Linked DNA regions of Oryctolagus cuniculus: region 2 is linked to region 1. A link is a contact called in public Micro-C data. All regions are on one chromosome and are shown on one strand. The core of a region is the stretch at or near the end of the contact, and the rest is flanking DNA. Distances in the headings are between cores, read along the strand shown. Region 1 holds the start of SPATS2 (spermatogenesis associated serine rich 2). Region 2 holds the start of MCRS1 (microspherule protein 1).

Region 1 (4,086 bases), core at 495-2,994:
GCTGCTTTCCCTCAACCAAGATAGGGGTGGAACAGAATGGACAACCAGCAAAGGCAGTAAAAGCTTTAAAGAGGGCGTCCAACGGAACTGGGTCTGAATCCAGCTCTACTCACTAGCTCTGTGCACTTAATAAATTATTGAATCTCTTCTTGTACACAAGAGGAAATAATTATAAAAGAACTTTTCAAACTCAGCACCTTGCCTAGTCACGGAAAGTCCACAGGGAGCCACATTATCACAGCGAGAACTCCGCACTCACTCCTTGCTTTGTTCACTTTTCGACTGCTGGGAAAAAATCATCTCTGGACCTCTCTATAAGCTAGCCTAATGCTTCCATCGGAGCCTCAGCTGAGAAATATAAACTGATGAGTACCCAGAAAACTTAGATGAGTCAGCAAAACTCATGCCTCACAAACAAAAAGCTTAACATGGGCTATTTATGAATACATAATGGTAACTGAATTTTCCAAAATCAGCTATTTGCTACTTAGGACCATTCCAAATCTGGTCTGGACAGCCCAGTAGTGAGGCAATGCAAAAAGCAGAGCCCCAGACATACTTTCCCACCATATTCTCAAATCACCTTAAGTCACTCTGGAAGGTATGAGACAGCCTGGTAATTTGAAGCCAGCATCAAGACACAACTCCTCCCGAGAGTCTGAAACTAGGAGCAGATGGTACACGAACATTTTCTCAGTGAGAAACTGCAATTCTAACAAAGTACAGACAACTCAGATTTTTTTGTCAAGGCGATTCATTACCTTTTGGTCCAACCGAAAATAAACAAGCTCTTAGTTCTCCCTCCAACACCCGCAATCAAAGCAAGATATTTTTGGTGATCTGTTCTCTCCTGCTTCATTAACCACAGGTAAATGACGTTCGGAACCTGCTGAACAGAGAGGAAATAAGTATTTACAGGGAATGCTTTATCGATGATCATCAAAGTATGAAAAGCTGGCTTGTACTCTTCGGCAGAGGGGAAAAAGCCAGAGGCAAAGATGCACTTTTTCAAAGAACCCAATCGCCCTGGCTGAATTAGGAGAAAGACATGACCCTGGTCCACCTACCCTGGGCTGGATCTCTCTGCTTTAACTGAAACCCAAACCGCCTCTCTTTTCTTCATTTTTCCCTTCCATCACCCTCCTCAATCCCAAGACAACCCTTTTAGCCTTTATTCTGAAATCCCATTAAAAAAGCGCCCCCCCAAATCCCAAGGACCCCCGACAACCACGTAGCCCCCAACTCGTAGCACTTCACATGCCAAACGATCCATTCTTTCATTCTCTTCTCGCTTCTCCCTCGTTACTTAAAATCCGGCACCCCGCACACACTCTACACCAAGGAGCCCCTCTCTCCATTGTTCCCCGATCTTGTCTGGAAACTCCCCAACTCGGACCCGGGCGCTTCGCCCGCCCCCACGGACCTCGGACACCTCCCACCCTCAGGGCACTTTGGGTCCCCCCAAAAGGGCTCAGCGCCTCCTCGCCACACCCCACCCCCAACAACTGTCCCTTCCCCCCTTTCCCTCCCGAGAGTCCGCTCCCCGCATCGCGGGTCCGCTCCCCGCCGACCCCGCCACCGCACAGCAAGCCCAAGCCTCACCTGGCCCGGCCGGACCCCGCAGTGGCCGCGTCCTCCCAGTTCCGGGCTCCGCGCCCCGGACGCTCCCGCGTCTGAGAGGAAAGGCGATCCTCCGCCTCCTCCTCTCCCACTGCCGCCACGGGCGCCGCCGCGCTCCTCCTCCTCCCCCGCCCCCAGCTCGCCAGAGCCCGACGCCGCCCCGCCCCCACCGCCGCCTTCCCCGCTTCCCTTCAGGGCCGGGCGGCGGGCGGGCGGCGAATCGCAGCCGCGGCTGGGGGGCCCGGAGCGCCCGACGATCCACACCGACCCGGTCCTCGGCCGGGGCTCGAGCCGCACGCCCCGCCCCGGCGCCCGCCCTCGCGAGCGCGTGCGCGCCGGCCAGCCAGAGCGCAGGGCGCGCGTGCTCGCAGCGGGCTCGAGGCCGTTGCAGCCAACGGGCGCGCGAATGAGGCCGGAGCGGGAGGCGGCCCGCGGGCCGGACGCCTTCGAGCTGGGGAGACGCGGGGCTGCGGGCGAGTCGAGTTATCCCAACCCTCCATCCCCGCCCCTTCAAGCCCTGGTCGTGCGCGCCTCACGCCGCCGCCGCCGCCGCCTCGCGCGCTGGAGCTGCGGGAGCTTGGGCGTCGTCGGGGGGTCGCTAAAAATGACTGAGGAGAAGCGGGTCGGGGGCTTAACTGCATGAAAAAGGGGGAACGGTGGGACACGAGGTCGCGTCCGCGTGCCGAACGGCCCGGGCCCGTATATTGAGGGGCGGCGGGCAGGCAGGGGAAAGCGCGCGCGCCGGAGCGAAGGGCCCGAGCGGGAACTGGCGGAAACAGCCGAAACTGTCCGGAGCTGGCCGAAGGCGGGTGGAGGGAGGGGAGCCTGGCGCGCGGCTTGTTTCTAGTCCCGGCCGCGAAATGCTCTGCAACCAGCCCCTGCTCCGCTTTGGGACCCCGCCAGGAGGACTCTCCACCACTTTCCTCCTTGGTCTCCTCTTGGACCTTGCTTTTACTCTCCCAAAGCAGAGAGCGTCCTGCGGCTGACTCGCCAGCACCTGGGCACAAGGCGGAAGTCCTTGGAGGCGGGTGGCGGGGGTGGATGTTGGGGGTGCACCAGCTTGGCCCGAGATAACCTCGGGGCGGGAGCGAATTGAAGATTCCCTGCTAGAGTCGGATTTCCAATCTGCCCGGCCGGCTACGTTCCCTCCCTAAGGCTGTGGTCGAATTTTTTGTATTAAATACCCCACCCCCGCTATCTTCATGGCCAGAAACGTGTGTGTTTTTTTCTGCTTGTGTGAGGTGCTTGCTTCACGGTCAGAGGTCCGTTAGGAGGAGCTAGAGGCTGGGATTTGGTGAAACAGCCTGAAAAGATGAATCAGAATCTGTCGCCACTTTGTTATCTTTTGAGGCCAAGCGGAGGTTGAACAGGCAGCAGCCCCCAGTTCGAGAGTGTGTAAAATGTATAGCTAGACACCACTGGTGCACTGTAGTGTGGGCTTCCACACGTTTGCTATTCCAGTCACTGCCTGCAATTGAGTGGTAGAGTAGATTTCTACCAGCCCATCTGGTCTTGTGGCTTCAAACTTTGCATGAGTTCGGGGGTCAAAAACCCTCTGGAAGAATGACCTGGGTGCCTAGACCCCTGCCACCCACCCTGGGAGAGCCAGAGGAAGCTCCGGGCTTCACCCTGGCCCTTGTGGCAATTTGGGGAGTGAACCAACAGATCGAAGGGTCTCTCCCTATCTCTCTGTAACTCTGCCTTTCAAATAAATAGGGAAGTCTTTTAAAAAAATAGATAAATAAAGCCCACAGACCCCTGGTTAATATAATGCCCGATCTACTCCAGCAATATAATTTAACAGATCTAAATAAGCAGAAGACTATATCATCCCGCTGGTTAAGGCACTGGTCCCATGTGTCACTGTAGACAAACGATTCAAGTAGAGTCACACCCTCCCAATGTCTTGTCTCTCTTCAGTCACTAAGTTGATGTAAATGCCTAAGAGTGGTAGGTATTGTTCTGGATATTAGGCCACTTAGAAAAATAAATAAATAAAACAGCATTGCGGATTACTACCCCCAAGGAAGGCATCCAGTTGTTAAGGAGGATGATAGCTATTAAATAAGTACAATAACATGATAAATGTTGAAGCAGAAAAGTTCTAAGTGATGCTGGAACATGCACACACATAAACACACACACATGAGTGACTAATGCTTTCCCAATTCCCCTTCCAACCTATGTAGGGAAGGAGCAGGATGATATGACCCGGGAGCATAAGGAACTGAGCCTCCAATCCTATTCCACGATGACCAATTTCATTAACCAAAAGCCACTCAGGGAAGTCTTTTATTATGGGCCTGCTGCTGCTATAAAACCAATACATATTCTTTGGAAAATAAATCCCCATTCTGGAAAACCTTAGAGCCTGTTGAGAAAGACATGATATCCCTCCTAAGAGAGCCCTAGGGGCCAGCACTGTGGCACAGTGGGTTAAAGCCCTGACCTGAAGCGCCAGCATCC
Region 2 (4,086 bases), core at 480-2,979, 170 kb before region 1:
GTCCCCAGGTGCTTGCAAGAGCCAGGGCTGGGCCAGGCTAAAGTCAGAAGCCTGGGTCTCCATTTGGGTCTCACACATGGGTGGGAGGAACACAAGTACTTGGGCCATCATTTGCTACCTACAAGGATGCAATTAGCAGAAGGCTGGATTGGAAGAGGAGTAGCTGGCACTCAAACTAACACTCCAATGTGGAATGCAGGTGGTTCCATAACCCACTGCGCCACAGTGTCCACCCAGACTTCTCCTTTGCAGTAAATTCAAGACATTTACTCAATAAATATTTATTAAAGTACCTACTATGGCCATGAACAAGACAGACAAAAAACCTGACTTCATAGAACTTACATTCTATTGTTGGGGGACATATAATACACAGAAAAATTTGTTACAGCATACATTAGAAGATACTGGGGCCATGCTGTGGATTAGTGGGTTAAAGCCCCGGCCTGCATAGCCAGCATCCCATATGGGCACCACTTCCAGTCCCTGTTGCTCCACTTCTGATCCAGCTCCCTGCTAATGCACCTGGGAAAGCAGCAGAGGATGGGCCAACTCCCTGTGCCCCTGCACCTGCATGGGAGACTTGGAAGAAGCTCCTGGCTCCTGGCTCCTGGCTTTGGATTAGCTCAGCTCCAGCTGTTGCAGCCATTTGGGGAGTGAACCAGTGGATGGAAGACCTCTCTCTCTCTGTCTCTACCTCTCTCTGTAACTCTTTTAAATAAAATAAAATAAAAATAAAAACATACTAAGGACTGTGGCTGGCACTCTTGCAGTGGGTTAAACCAGTGCTTGCAACACTGGCACCCCAAATCAGATCACTGGTTCGAGTCCTGGCTGCTCCACTTCCAACCCTGCTCCCTGCTAATGCACCTGGGAAGGCAGCATTTGATAGCCTAGGTGATTGGGCCCCTGCCACCCATGTGCAAGACCTGGATGCAATTCCAGATTCCTGGATTTCCCAGGCCATTGTGGACATTTGGGGAATGAACCAGTGGATGGAAGATCTTTCTCTGGCTCTTCCTCTCTGTCATTCTGCCCTTCAAATAAATAAAACAAATCTTAGCTCTGGCGCCGCGGCTCACTAGGCTAATCCTCCGCCTTGCGGCGCCAGCACACCGGGTTCTAGTCCCGGTCGGGGCGCCAGATTCTGTCACGGTTGCTCCTCTTCCAGGCCAGCTCTCTGCTGTGGCCCGGGAGTGCAGTGGAGGATGGCCCAGGTGCTTGGGCCCTGCACCCCATGGGAGACCAGGATAAGTACCTGGATCCTGCCATCGGATTAGCGCGGTGCGTCGGCTGCAGCGTGCCGGCCGCGGCAGCCATTGGTGAACCAACGGCAAAGGAGGACCTTTCTCTCTGTCTCTCTCTCACTGTCCACTCTGCCCGTCAAAAAAAAAAAAAAAAAATTTAGAAGAAAAAAATTAAGGGGCCAGCCCTGTGGCCCAGCTCCCTACTAATGAGCCTGAGAAAGCAGCAGCTGATGACCAAAGTCCTTGGGCCCCTGCTCCGTGCCACATGGGACACTCAGATGAAGCTGCGGGTTCCTGGCTTTGGTGTCCCTTATCAACCAATAAGTCTCAACTCAATTGTCACCTCTTTCCAGGGAACTTTTCCTGGTAACTTCTCCAGTAGAAACACCGTACACAGTGTACAGCCCAGCACACTGCATCAGAAGACTTGCAACCCTTCATCAAGCAAATTCACAAGACAGTAGATGAAGAGCGGGTTCTTTTTAAAAACATCTTTATGTTCGTTTTATTTGCAAGGCAGAGACCCAGAGAGAGCGAGCGAGCTTCATCGGCTGGTTCACTCCCCAAATGCACACAATAGCCAAGCACAGGCTAGGAGCCAGGGATTCCAGGCAGTTCTCACAACGCAGGTGGCAGAGACGCAAGCACCAGAGCCTCCCACGATGCATACCAGCAGGAAGCTGGAACCCGACACTCCCGCTCGAGACGCCAACCGAGCCCTCCTTTTAAGAGGACAGTTGCTCTAGCTTTCGCAGGCATCTCTCACAGCCCCAGACGTCTCTCCTTCGAAAATGCTTCCAGCGGTTTCTCTGGGCCGGGATGACTGGACCCCTGGGCACCGCTCCTTCTCCCGGGGTCGCTGCTTTCACAGGCTCCTGCAGCCGCTGCAGACATCAACCTCCGCGCCCGCTGTAGATCAGCCCCCCACCCAACTCCCTGCAGCCTAGAACCCCTGACGCTTCCTTTATAGGCTCTTCCGATTAGGAAACCTTTCACTTCGGGCTGTTGGCAAACAGGTGCCACCTCCGCAGCCATCGCCACACCCCCTCCACCCCGCCCACAGGAAGAACCGGAAGAGATTTCCCAGCCCTTCGTGTCTGACCCGGAAGTAGACGTACCTCACGGAAGCCGGCTTTGGCCCTGCGGCTGCCGCCGTCGCCACGGAGAAATTGTTGGGAGCTGGCGGCCTAGGAATGGTGAGACCTCGCGGTTCGCCTCTGAGCGTTCTGAGCGGAGTTGGGGGTGAAATGGAGTTTCCCGGAGTGCCGCGGGGGACGACCCCCCCCACGCATAAGGTTTGGGGCCCCGCCCAGGTAGCGCCCCGAAAATCTGCGCATGCGTCAGTCGGACCCGGCCGGAATCTGGCCGGAGGTGTTACGCATGCGCGCAGGTGGCATGCAGAAGGTGGGGTGAAAATTGGCTTGCGAGTGGACCGCGCTCTCCCCGCCACCAACTTGTGTGCCTGAATCTGGGCTTGTGAGAGCGTCGGGGTTCGCTTGGTGCTTTGCTCTGAGTTGCAGAACTGACTTCCCCACTCCACCCCTGAGCCCGTGAAGGGTCCTGTACCGAACCCCCAAACCTCTCGGGGCGGAGGGCCGGGGGAAGAAGGCGGGGCGCGAGGGGCACACACGGGGCCGGGGCCCGGACTCTGCGCCCAGAGCCACCCGGGCCAGAAGGGGCGGACCCCGAGAAGCCCGGTGCCTAACTTCTCGGGGAGGGGGGGTTGTTAGGAGCAGCCCCCTCCCCGTGGGGGCCGTTGGTACTCGCAGTCCCCCGAACACCCATTTTCTACTTTGCATAAGGTACCTGTAAAATGGCCTATATCAGCCGTGAGTGTAAAACCAAAAGCCAGTGAGATAGACCGGCACGAGTTTTGTCTCCTGGCCCTTTTCCTTAGTTTGCAGTCTCAAGGTGCTTAACCTAGCAGTGACGAGTAGAATGAGAGGGTTCTGGAACCTTCTACAGCAGGATGTACCCCTTTTTTCTGGAATCCTCAGTTTTTGCGCTATCTCGTGTATCCGTGACCTCCACGAGTAACCTTGGCCTCGTGCCCTTTGCACTTCTCCCTGGCTGGCGGGACTCCAGGGGACCTGAAGCCAGTATAAGGAGGTGAGGCCGGCTGGGGACTGAGCCTCAGGAAGCCCCCTTTCTCCTTTGCAGAATCTCCCAGCCTCTAAGCTCATCTGGTCAGAATCCTCGGATGAGCCTGTGGGATCCTTCCTCCTGGCCCCGTGGTTTGAAACCAGTGGCTTTGGGACTGTAAGAGGATGGACAAAGGTAGTACGAGGCCTGGCCGGCTCCCCAGATGCTCAGGCGCCGGGCATCTGCAGAGTCCGCCCGTGCCTGGCGTGTGGCTGGGCACTGCCACCTCCCCCCGACCCGGGCCAGCAGTGCCCGTGAACCCCACAACAGAGCCCCGGCTGACTGACTTGACCTGAGCTGCCTGGCGCTCTTTGGCATGGCTGCATTTCGACAGCAGAGCAAGCCCCGTGTGTCGGCATCACCAGCCTGACCTGAGCCCCGGGAGGGCTGGAAGGGGAAGAGGGGCTGAGGCGAGGTCCCTTGTGCAGAGGCGAGAGGCCCTGCTGAGCTCCGAGAGGCCTCACGAACCACTCCGCTTCCAGATCCCCAGGGGCTGCTAGAGTCCACGCTGATGGCATCGGGCACCGCCAGCCGCTCGGAGGACGAGGAGTCGCTGGCAGGGCAGAAGCGGGCCTCCTCCCAGGCCTTGGGCACCATCCCGAAGCGGAGAAGCTCCTCCAGGTCATAAGGGTTCGGGGTGCGGGTGATGGGAAGGGGAAGCAGGACCGTGGTGCTGGGCGCCACGAGCCTTTGTGGC

The links. Hi-C and Micro-C count contacts between places; a contact is called where the count stands out from the background.
Region 2: a Micro-C map of ear pinna shows a contact between it and region 1, with 3 times the contacts expected there. The contact joins the promoter of MCRS1 here to the promoter of SPATS2 in region 1. A contact is called at or near these places in 2 of 6 Hi-C or Micro-C datasets (ear pinna and an unstated tissue).

The regions. Positions count from the first base shown.
Region 1 is chr11:52,782,359-52,786,444 of mOryCun1.1, reverse strand. SPATS2 (spermatogenesis associated serine rich 2) reads right to left here and starts at 1,744. Exons shown (of 13, transcript XM_070052194.1): 1 at 1,603-1,744; 2 at 762-889.
Region 2 is chr11:52,953,541-52,957,626 of mOryCun1.1, reverse strand. It overlaps MCRS1 (microspherule protein 1), which reads left to right and starts at 1,729. Exons shown (of 15, transcript XM_051845445.2): 1 at 1,729-2,443; 2 at 3,408-3,524; 3 at 3,872-4,010. The coding sequence starts at 3,515.